4 separate regions of the Rattus norvegicus genome follow, and regions 1, 2 and 4 are each linked to region 3. A link is a contact called in public Hi-C data. All regions are on one chromosome and are shown on one strand. Each heading gives the region's core, a stretch centred on a gene start, on an enhancer-like site or on the middle of the called end of the contact. The rest is flanking DNA. Distances are from core to core; before and after follow the strand shown.

Region 1 (2,765 bases), core at 77-2,576, 180 kb before region 3:
AGAGTCTCTTCTAAGATCTATGACCTCACTAGCCACTGAAGGTGGGCTAGTTTCTAGAAACATGCATGGTATCCCTTCTGTTGAACAGGCTTAAGTGCACGTAGACAGTCATTGGTTACCACCACATGTGACTGCCACTTATACCTTTATGGCTATCTTACCACACTGGTCATTGCCATGATTGGAAGGTGTCACTACTGGGTAGGACTATTAATTGTCCCCCTATCTTGGCATCTTGCATAGTATTTTCTGGTAACCTGGAAATTAGGAAAGAGGCTTTTGGATCAGATCCAGACCAAACACTTTTGTGCAGTAACTGTGCAGTATAGGGGTACAGCAATAGGGGCTTAGTTGCCTCTGAGAGGCAGCCAAGGACAACAACAATAGATTCTATTGTTTTGAGAGTCTCCTGGATTAGCCTGATCAGTCATTCAAATGGGGAAGCCCCATTCTTGGTCCTGAGGTTTTGTTAGTCTATGTTTCTTGTGGGGAAGCACTGTCAGCCCAAGTAGAGTAACTAACTTCCTCTAAGGTGTGTACACATACATGCATGCCCATGTGGGGTGTGTGTGCAGGGTGTGTGTGTGTGTGTGTGTGTGTGTGTGTGTGTGTGTGTGTGTGTGTGTGTTTAGGTAAAATAATAAAATCCTTAAGGTTTTTATCTCTCCCTCCTCCTTCTCCTCTTCACTCTTCTCCTCCTCTTCCTCATCTTCCTCCTTCTGTATTGACGTCTTCATGCTCCCCAAACAACCCTCGACATTTTTCTGTTTCCTGCTTCGTATTACCTACATCCTGCTAGTCCTCTCTCAAGTCTCCCTGACCTGCTATGGCCCCTTTATAATTTCCTGGTTTCTGTAGTACTCCATGTTATATACTCACATCTGAAGATTTGAGCTAGGAACTGCACATAAGAAAGAGTACACAGCACGTGTCTTTCTGGGTCTGGGTTACCTTGCTTAGTATAATCTTTTCTAGGTCCATCTATTTACCTAGCAGAGGTAGCTAATGGAGCCATTGAATGATACTTTTAAAGAAATTCAACTTATCAACTCAAACAGCAATTTCTAAAATTAAATAAGCTAAAGCAACGGAACACAAGGATACACTAATTTGATGTTGAATGCTGAGCGCTAGATGTCTTTTTTTTTGCCCCCAAATTAAATCATTGTCTCTAGAAAAGCAGAAAATTTTGTATGAACAGCACAAACACTGTAATTTATAATACCCACTGGTCTCAAATCTGATCCAGGTGTTTCAGACTGCACTCCTAAGCTTGGCACAGCATGACAGCAAGCAGCAGGGCAAAGTCTGCCTGTGCTCTCAGAACCAAGGCTGTGGTGAAGTCACGTGATGCAGCACAGGCGAGCACTACCAAGAACACCTCGAATTCACTCCACACCTATCTTTGAATTTGCTTTTGGTTGTTGCATACTCAGAAACCTTCCACTGAGGCTGGAGAGAAGGCTCAGCAGTTAAGGCTAGGCTCACAACCAAAGACTTGGAAACCCTTTCACTGTTGGCCAGCTATTGTGACCTCCCCCAAACACACACTAAGTTACATAATTCCATATGGGCTCATAACTCCTAGGTAAGAGGCTGGGTCCTGATCACCTAACCCAGTGGGCTCCGAAACACTGAGATCACTCTTCATTTATCAGATTCCTATAAAACCAATATGGAAATCAAAAACTGTTTATGTTGAGTTGAGATGTCTAGGAGGTTTCCAGATGACAGACAGTACTCGTTAAGCTCCAGATCCCCAACGTCTTGTCTAGTCACAGATCACTTCACTGATAAGCCTGGGTCTGGGGATGAATATGTCCTCATGCTGGAGTACCCAAGAGAGTTGTAATATGGCCCTGTCTCTTCACGTTCTCACTCAGCCCTCTGTGCCTAACTCAGAAGATATCCAGCTAAGCATCAAGGCAATGGAGACAAGGGGACCAGGTGATGACGGGTTATGGAAGGAAGCTTAAGACTCATCATCAGTCAGCTCACATTTCCAGTTTTAGTCATTTCTAATGTCTATTTGTTTCTGTTAGAGAAACAGCAGCCTTTCATTAAAAGAACTTTGGAAATTGCATAAGAGCAGAAGAGGAAAGAAATTATAATTCCATCAGTTATGTACACAACCATTAACATGTGAATGCTTTCTGTCTTTTAATGAATAGATTGCTGGGTTTTTGCTGAACTGTGTTCATTCTGTGTGTTCAATTTTGCATCCTGCTTTTTTCACACTGTTACAGCATAAGCATTTTCCATTTGTAAACAACATTTTCTTTCATGGCTTCACAATATGCTTTGGTGTGGTTGTACTGCATGGAATGGTTTTTTTTCTAATTTTTCACCACTTTTAATAATGTTCAAAAGGATGTGCATATACAGTAGTGAGACCACCTTTTTAATGATGCACCCAAGGAGAAAATATGGAGTCAAAGATTTCTAAGCATTTTCACACATCCTGTCAAATCACTTTCATACTTTATTTAAATGCAATTACATGATGCTTTAAAATTCTAGAAATAAAGATAAAAGTATTTATCATTATTCCTCTGAGGTCTAGAGGCTGACAACTAGTAAGTATTCTGTTATATTCTTTCCCTATCATTTGAATATATATATATATATGTATGTATGTATACACACACACTCACATAGTTACTAAATTAAGACCACTGTAGTCTATAACATATTTGCTCTTAATATAATCATTTGAGAACATAGTCCTATGTCAAAAACTCAGTAGCTAGGAAGATGACTTGACT
Region 2 (2,770 bases), core at 101-2,600, 250 kb after region 3:
AGCAGGGTCATCTCATTGCCATGAAAGCACTGTGCTTTGCCTTTTCAAACTACACACACACACACCCCTCTTGGATCTGTCTGTTGTTTTGTCCCTCGTGTGGATATTTTACTGGCCCTAATATCAGACTTCCTTAATCCCTCTGAATTTGTTCCTTGGCGTCCCAGCCTATTCTTCGACCTCATCACAATTACAGCAGGTTGTGGCCTCATACAGTGTGGAGACTTCATATTACTCAGAAACGATACCCTTGTCTTAAACTGTTTCTCTTTCCAGATACATAGTGTTGGCCTTCTACATGTGATAGTGAAAATATTTACTTCCCCCAGGATTCCAGCGAGGTTCTAACCGTGCTAGAGTAGTGAGTGCTATTTCAGTATCTGCAGATGAAGAGTCACTGAAATAGCTATGCTGATGTTGTTGTCTAGGATAGTGCCACCTCCAAGGTGGCAATGAAACTCAGCCTCACAAATTCCTAGGTGAGAGTCAGACTAGACAGTCAGGCTGCTGGACAATAAATGCTTGGATCAGATGCAAGGAACTGCTGGACTCAGGACTCCAACTGACCCAGGAGAGCTGTGGGAAGCCATGAATTCCTTCACCCTTGTCTCCTGCTAACACCCTTAAAGTTTTCACTGTTATCATCTAACGTTTGGGAGCTGTAGTAACGGAAACGCTGGAGCTGAGAGTATGGATTTGTTCTGTTGTCCGTCTCCACACGTGGCAGGGCCATCTGAAAACACTTCTAGTTATTTATTACCTTGTTCCACAAGAGGGAGAAAACACAGACCACTGCACGCTGGGCCAGAGAAAAAGAAGAATTCAGTACAGGGGAGAGGCTCCCAGGAGCGACTATGGTTCCAAATCAGTGAGGTTGTTTTAGCATAATCCCGTGAAGGAGGAGACAGGAGCCATCTGTTGAGATGGTGCTTTATTACACAAAGCCCTCTACAGGCATTTCCACATTGGCCCCTCCCAGGAGCTGCCAAGGAGAGCCCATTCTGCTGGCTGCTGAATGTCACTGCTTCAAGGGCTCTCTGTCAAGCCCACTCTTGTTTATTTTGTGCCAGGCGTTTCCTCAGAGTATGTGCTCTGAGGCTGCCAAATGTCCCTCCTGGTGTGAACTCGAAAAAGTTCTGCCCCAAACTCCACTCCTGCTCATTTCCTTCTAAAGTGCTGACTGTTTTCCTTGAAGTTGCTGGAGAGATTCTGAAACCTTAAAGGCCTCAGTGGGAAAGAGTAAAAAACCACAGATACACACACAGGCCATTGTGCCTCCGGTCTGGCCATTCCGATTGCCAGTGTGGTTTGTACACCCAAACTGGCTGCAAGGGTTAAGTAAACTTCGTGGCTCAAGATGACTTCACGGCCCTGGAATTCTGCAAAGCCAGGATTCTCAGTACACTGTGGCCGGCCTTAGAGTCTCTGGGTGTGAAAACCATTCTCAGCTACTCGGCCTGTGCTCTGGTTCCTGCTCCGTGGCTGCAGAATCTATTAAAGTCCAGCAGATGAATTGCTCTGGCTCTGCCACAAAGCCTGACTACCCGGTGGACTTCGGGGGTTCCTGAGTTGTTTGTCAATGGAGAGTGGCCGTGAATGGAACAGGGCCTGTGCCTCAGCTTGGCATGAGGTGGCACCCTAGTGGCTGTTTCCTGCCTTGGGAACGTGCACTGCTGATATTCTCACACAGGAATCATCATGGGAGTTCCGAAAACCGTTTGTTTTAAACTTCTTTTTCAAGTCCTTGGTAGGGCTTCCAATGCCCACGCACGTAGGTTTGTCAGGCCAGCGGTTTCCTAAGAACCAATGAATCGAATCTAACCTGATGTATGGGAGTTGTGAGATGGAATTAACTCAGCTAAAAGGCACAATGAGAAAAATGAGACACTGGTAGGGAGAAGCTAAAACATGAAAATACAAATTGTCCTTACCTGGAAAGACTAATGAGGAAGTGGGTCTCAGGTGAGAAGTCCCTGGTGCCCCCTCTTTTGAGGATTAGCCCTTAAATCGTGGCAGTTCTTTCTCCCTTCCTTGGAGGAGGACAACTTTAAACCATCCTACTCCGAGCCGGCAGACTACTAGCTCTCTCCTCAGCTAACGCACACAGTAACAATGACCGTGGTACAGAAATTAATTTTTTATACAATTTATATTTTTAAGCAAGAAGCCCTTTGGGCTTCGACGTTAGAGGAAGAAACAAAAAGACGACGATAAAACGCATGCTGCAGCCCCAGCACGGACCGTCACTGTGACCTTGCCTTTGTTTGGCATTACACAATTCAATGGCAGGCCACTCAAACTATGCTCTCGATCAATATCCTATTAAAGCAGCACAAAAAGTCTCCATAAACTTAGTGGTTAGCTATGTTTATAAATGGAACTCGGCATAATTAGATGGTCAATAGCAGGCTCTACTAGTAATTTTAAAATGAACATCACACATCTTATGTGGAGAAGCCAGCACCAACCCCTCTGGAAGGAAGGTCTGGTGTATAGTAGACAATAGGTTGGGTGGCCTTTAAAAAAAATCATCTCTATGTCCAAAATGCAGCTTTAAAAGAAAATCTGTTAAATAAGCTATATAATAGAAAATTCTAATCAACCCCTTAAATTTTTTTTCCCACATCTAAGCCATTTCATTCTAAATGTATTACACCATGGGAAATGTCTCATTTTCTAGTTCTAATCAAGCCCCCACACAGAGAGGAAATAATAAATGTTGCCACACTCTTAGGAAGGAAAAAAAACTATCAGCCTATCTGGCTTAAGG
Region 3 (2,764 bases), core at 65-2,564:
CTTTAAAAATAGGTAGGAGCTCTTAGCACCAGCAGTTTCTCACCTACTTTGTCTCATTAATTTAGGGGGAAAAAAAACTATCACAGCTATAGTTCTAAAGGAGATGAGAAAGGAGAGTGAATGACGGAGCGACTTGTTTAAGGTCACACAGATACTCTTCCTAATGAAATTGACTGCTGCTCTCCTTGGCTGAAACCTGGAGGAGATACTGGAATCAAAATCCAGCCAAACCATTAGAGCGCGAACAAGTCCAATCAGAGCTAGTACTGTTCTGTTTCCCAACTTCTGCACGCCTCCAACGCGCATTTTCGGTATGGTCTCGTCTGTTGCTGCCTGCCAACAGACCGATCGGTCTGGAGTGATTACAAATATGAGATGGCTGTGCCCAAAATCCGGCCTTGTTTAGGAAAGGTTCACCAGCCTTCTCACCAACGTGCTAGTTAGAACTCGACTGTAGGTGGCGCCCTGCTTCGCTTAGGGGAACTTGAAAGAAGAGAACCCGGGTCACCAGTCTCTCTCTCTCTCTCTCTCTCTCTCTCTCTCTCTCTCTCTCTCTCTCTCTCTCTCTCTCTCTCTCTCTCTCTCTCTCTCTCTCTCTCTCTCTCTCTCTCTCTCTCTCTCTCTCTCTCTGTTCTTTTCTCCCCCGACCTCACTCCCCCCTTCCACCCCCACCCCACCCCCGCTCCTCCGGGGTGGGCGGAGCTGAACGATTAAGCTGCACTTCCCAAGTGGTAGAGCGTAGTGATCGAGCTCTGAGCGCTCTCTGCCCAGCGTGGCGCTCCAGAGCGGTGCTCGAACCCCAATAGTCCTGCGGCCCAGGCCACCCTCATTCTTATACCCCTTTCCCCAAAGTCAGCAATGGGACTAGAGGACTGAGGACAGTGTGATCCCTAGTGTGACCCCGTGATTGAGGGGCGGGGAGAGACAACTTTACAAAGCTCTAAAAGGTCAAACCTCAAAAGACTTGCAAGAGAAGCAGCAGGGTGCACCTGCAGAGTCTGCTTAGGGAACCGCAGACCGCCTCCTCAGGACCTGCTATCTGCACCCTGGGCGGTCTCTTCAAGGTCTTTCTTCCCTCTGACCCGGTCCTGGCCCTGAGCTTTTTCGTTGCGAAATTGAGTTCCCATATTCGAATCCCAGCTCACCCGCGTGGGGTTATACGCGATGGAGCCGGGTGTCGGGAGTGATCACATTGCAGCTGGGCTGGGGGCACTTCGAGAGACGGAACAGAGTAGGGAAGGAGAGTGGGGTCCCACGGTGGCTGGGCGCTGAGTGACCGGGTCATTGGGATGTCCCGCGGGGCGGGAGGACGTGTAGGGCGGCGCCAACCTCCGGCCTGGGTTGCTCCGCTGCGGCCACCGGCGGATACGTCCCGTGCGCGGGTTCCAGCTTGAAGATCAACCGAAGTCCTTTCTACTGCAGCAGCGGAGGGAACTCTAGGTGGATGATTTGCTCCGACTGTACTTCGCGAAGAAGACATTTTCTCCTAGAAGCTTCTGAAGTTGAGCATGTTAGGTTAGGGGGAATCGTGGGGGTCCTCCGCTCCGTACCAGCGGCCTGGGACAGGCGGGAGAGTGTGTTAGCGAGGCTGTGGGGAGGAAAAGTGAAAGCGGAACTGTATGACTCTTAGAGGTCTAGGGAAGGAAAGCCTACAGCCACTGAAAAGAATGCTTAGAAAATACACTGCAAAAAGCTTACTCTTTTACCCAAACTCTTTCTTTGATCGGAAAACAGTAAAAGACACCTGACTAGACTTTCCCCGCCCCCTACCAATTAGAACCTGTTACACGTCCTCAAGTCCATAAAATAACTGTTGGGGTAAATTTAAATAAACAATGGCAACGGGGTATGTGCAGTTGCGACGCTTGGTTGCAACTCCATTTAGTGGCAGCTTTTATCTTGAGGAAAGTTGGAGTGTATCTATTAGTCTCTTGTGCTTCAGATGTGCCGCCCCTAAGAAGGGAATACGAGAAATAGAAAATACTGTTATGGAACCATTACATTGAGACCCATTTTAACACTCTGATCTTGGAATTCCAGCACTGCACTCTTCCCTAGGGTTAACTTTAGCAGGAATATCACCAGGCCTAGTCTCTACGTGAGTCTTAAAACTTCAAGCAATTGCTTTGGGCAGTAACTCCAACAAAAGTGATCTTCATACTCCCTGGGAGGCAGAAACTGGATTTGGCCTCTTTTGAGAGGGCAGGTGTGTGATTTATTCACCGAGCTGGTGGGTAAAAGAGACAGAAACCACAAAGGCCTCGTGATCTGGTCCCCTACCAGGGCATTTATGCAGAGAATGGTGGACATGTTGAGATTGTGCTTCCAATGTTAGCAAAGCTGGTGGATGGATTGTGTCTCCTACAAAGTGGGTGCCCACATTGCACTCAGCACTCTTCCTCCTTGGTAAACTGGATGAAAAGGGTCCCCCCCCCCCCCAAGCCATAAATGAAGTCTTCATTCCTATTCCAGGGTTGAGACCTGGGCCAAGGTCTTGAATGACTAGCTTGTAGCCCACACTTGATGAATATAACTTACCAGGAGCAAGGGAGCACTTACTGGTTTACTGAAAGTTGGTATCCTCTTTCCAAGAGATAATTTAAGAAGACACTACCTAACAGTGTGGAAACCCCTGGAGGACTAGGAATGTTCGGCTTGGGTTGTGTTTGCTAAGAGGGTTTGAGTGGAGATTTAGACACATGAAATCTGAACACTGTTATGGCTTCCACAAGCTCTCCTGTCTGAGAAAGTACAGAACTCTGCC
Region 4 (2,781 bases), core at 202-2,701, 160 kb after region 3:
TTGGCTTCCCAGGGCTGGAAGGGGTCTTTCAACCCTTGTGAAAGAGAAGGGCAGAAGTGAGGGCAAAGCCAGTTGGAAGGGATCGGCAGAGGCGCCTCCTCTCACGAGATGCTTTCATTATGTGCTTGGCAGCCACCTGCCTCCATCTTTTTATTTTCTTTTTTAGCGAAAGGATTTTACATCAGCAGATATTATTAAAAAGATTTTATTTAACATGCAGACGCATTTTGTGCGCAAGCGACGGCTTGCTCAAGAGTCTAGGAAGGCTTCGTGGGAAGAGCGCAGCAATCTTAGCCATATGTATCGGGCAGGTTGCCAGTTGTTGCCAATATGCCCAAGCCACCTGGCCGCGCACTCAGCCAAGTGTGCCACTGTGACCAGCCGGCTCGAACCTCGCTGCCTTTCAGAGCTTAGAAGCTCCGAAAGCCGGAGCTGTACTGTTTTGCCCCGCTGCCAGCGGCTCCCACTCCCACAAACTGCGCAGCCACACTGACCGGTGACTCACAAACGCCCATTTTCAAAGGAGCTCTCCCTTTGTTTAAGGCCCATTCACTGGTGTTGAACCCATGCCATCAGATGAGCCTGGAGATACTCCCTGGAACCTTCCCCCATATGCGGTAGACAGACACAGCCTGGCTGGCTGTTCTGGTTCCCAGCCTGTAGCGACGGGGTTTGAGATTCGGCCTCGCCAAGATTTGGGTTGGTTTTATTTGCCTCTGGTTTCAATTTTTATTTTGAGTGGTTCTGACTTTTAAATGTTTGGAAACGTCTGTTCATTTGCTTTTCCTCTTTTTTGTTTAGCATAGAAATCGGTCGAGTTGTTTCACAATTTATTTATCAAGCGTGATTTCATAATCTTTGGCAATCTAGGTCAGGCACAACCAGGGGCAGGCAAGATCTGGGCATAGGAACTTGAAGACTGGTTCGTTCCTTTTGCAAGCCGTAGTAGAGAAAAGGGTTACACTAGAGGTGGTCTGCCCTCTGTGAACAGAGCATGAGAATTGTATACACGCCTGTTTCCCTTTCTACCTTGGCTCCCAAGAAACTCAGAGATAAATTTAGTTCTTAACCTCAATAGGTGCTTAGGCATGATTCTGCTCCCGTTATGTGTTTTCTTCACGTGTGTAGTTTTTTGTTTATCTTTCTACCTTTTGTGGCTATAACTTGGGTAGAGGTATATTTAATATGATCATGAACCGTTAACTGTTTTTTTTTCAGAAGGTAGATAAGTAAATAAAACTTTGGCCTGCCTAGCTGTGGCTGCTGTGTTTCAGGCTGTTCTAGGATAAGCAGGTGTCTGAAGAGATCTGTGGCAATGCACCACAAAGGGTACATGAGCCTTTGGCCTGGGCGTGCTGTGATCTCCCGTTTGCTCCATGTAGGTTCGGTCTAGCCTGCCTTCCTCTCTCCGAGTCAGTGGCCACCATAAGCTGGATCTTGAGGATCTGTTTTGGCTCCAGTTTAATCAGTCTGGATGGATATTACTGACTAAGCTGACTCATTCACTCTCTCATAGAGAGGCTTCAGACTGCTTGATGATCCTGAAGATTTAAAAACAATATTTATTATAATGTCCCCTTTTTATTAAAATTATCAAACCCTTCAGGAAGAGCATGCAACTGTCGTCGAAGTGTGTTTCAGGAGCCCATTTTTCATCCCATTAATAAGGCCTGTTCAGATTGTAACATTTTGGCCAGTGTCCTGTGACACGCTCAACAAAGGCTGGAGCAAGGTGGAGTTGTACCAGCAAACAAGATGGATAGTTGGTGCCGGGGGAGGTGTCCCTGAGGGTTTCTGCAGCCTGTCAGAGAGGCTGCAGCTGTAACCACCCATCTGTGCATGCTTGGCTTAGACCATACTTCAGGACTGAGTGCTTACCCTGAGGAAGGTGTTCAAAAGAATTCACGGTATCAGTCAAATAATAATGCCCCGAACGTGACAGGACTAATGTGTGTAAAGGAAAGTTCCTGTGGTCCACAAACTGTTTACCTTTTGACAGATCTAAAGTTCTAAACCCTTTGCAGCATTCATCTTACTGTTTGTGTTCCTTGATTATAGTGAAAAGGAGTAGTGAGCCCTCAGAAGCTCTGTCATGCATAGCCCTAAGCATCTCTGTCCATGGGTAGCCTGAGTGTCTCTGTCCATGGGTAGCCTTGAGTGTCTCTGTCCATGGGTAGCCTTGAGTGTCTCTGTCCATGGGTAGCCCTTAGCATCTCTGTCCGTGAGTAGCCCTCAGTGTCTCTGTCTATGAACGTCTAAAATCTGTCATATACTAGACCCAGAGGCACATCTTAGAGAGTCTTCCCTGTCCACATCCTGACCTTGTGATTGAAGCTTCCTGTGTGTATCTGATCCTGAGTAGTATTGCCTTGATTATTTGAGGATTTATTTTTCTTTGAAAAACATTTGTGTGAAACAAGAAGCTCTATAATTCTGGACAACAAAAGGCTGTTAATTATTACTGTTTTGATATTAATTATTTGAGCCTTTAAAAGGACCCGATAAGAATCTATTTATAACCAAGAATGCAGACATCCTTCACAAATGATGTAAAATCATCTTCTGTTAAATATAGGGGAAGAATTAAACATATCACATCAGAATTGTCTGAAACAAACCATCCATGGAGTAAAGGTTAGATATTTTAAAAGGTTTGGTGGGGTTTTTTTTTTTGTTGTTGTTTTAAAAATTTCTTAATTTTGTAAGAAATTTTGTGTAAATTTCTGTGGAAAGCTTTACTGATTTTTACTGGGCTAAATGTAACTTAGAGATAGTCTTGGG

The links. A called contact is a pair of places that touch in the nucleus more often than the background predicts.
Region 1: a Hi-C map of kidney shows a contact between it and region 3, with 7 times the contacts expected there. The contact joins two enhancer-like sites. A contact is called at or near these places in 11 of 12 Hi-C or Micro-C datasets (the A7r5 cell line, the Rat2 cell line, Schwann cells and 6 more).
Region 2: a Hi-C map of kidney shows a contact between it and region 3, with 5 times the contacts expected there. The contact joins two enhancer-like sites. A contact is called at or near these places in 9 of 12 Hi-C or Micro-C datasets (the A7r5 cell line, Schwann cells, hepatocytes and 4 more).
Region 4: a contact with region 3 is called in a Hi-C map of liver, with 2.7 times the contacts expected there. The contact joins two enhancer-like sites. A contact is called at or near these places in 4 of 12 Hi-C or Micro-C datasets (Schwann cells, kidney and liver).

What each region holds. Positions count from the first base shown.
Region 1 is chr5:117,347,000-117,349,764 of GRCr8, forward strand. The region is part of intron 3 of LOC102553524 (a long non-coding RNA gene); the gene reads right to left. Among named protein-coding and RNA genes, the nearest start is that of Nfia, 210 kb to the right of the region's middle. Within about 2 kb of position 1,327, at least 2 of the 93 cell types and tissues checked have an H3K27ac peak or open chromatin away from gene starts, as enhancers often do. A contact at or near this core is called in kidney, where this site is marked.
Region 2 is chr5:117,781,746-117,784,515 of GRCr8, forward strand. All of the region lies in intron 4 of Nfia (nuclear factor I/A), which reads left to right. Among named protein-coding and RNA genes, the nearest start is that of Nfia, 230 kb to the left of the region's middle. Within about 2 kb of position 1,351, at least 53 of the 93 cell types and tissues checked have an H3K27ac peak or open chromatin away from gene starts, as enhancers often do. A contact at or near this core is called in Schwann cells, kidney and liver, where this site is marked.
Region 3 is chr5:117,528,422-117,531,185 of GRCr8, forward strand. LOC120103114 (a long non-coding RNA gene) reads right to left here. Exons shown (of 3, transcript XR_010066547.1): 3 at 1-2,764. It also overlaps a transcript of Nfia not described here. Among named protein-coding and RNA genes, the nearest start is that of Nfia, 27 kb to the right of the region's middle. Within about 2 kb of position 1,315, at least 74 of the 93 cell types and tissues checked have an H3K27ac peak or open chromatin away from gene starts, as enhancers often do. A contact at or near this core is called in Schwann cells, kidney and liver, where this site is marked.
Region 4 is chr5:117,688,885-117,691,665 of GRCr8, forward strand. All of the region lies in intron 2 of Nfia (nuclear factor I/A), which reads left to right. Among named protein-coding and RNA genes, the nearest start is that of Nfia, 130 kb to the left of the region's middle. Within about 2 kb of position 1,452, at least 9 of the 93 cell types and tissues checked have an H3K27ac peak or open chromatin away from gene starts, as enhancers often do. A contact at or near this core is called in liver, where this site is marked.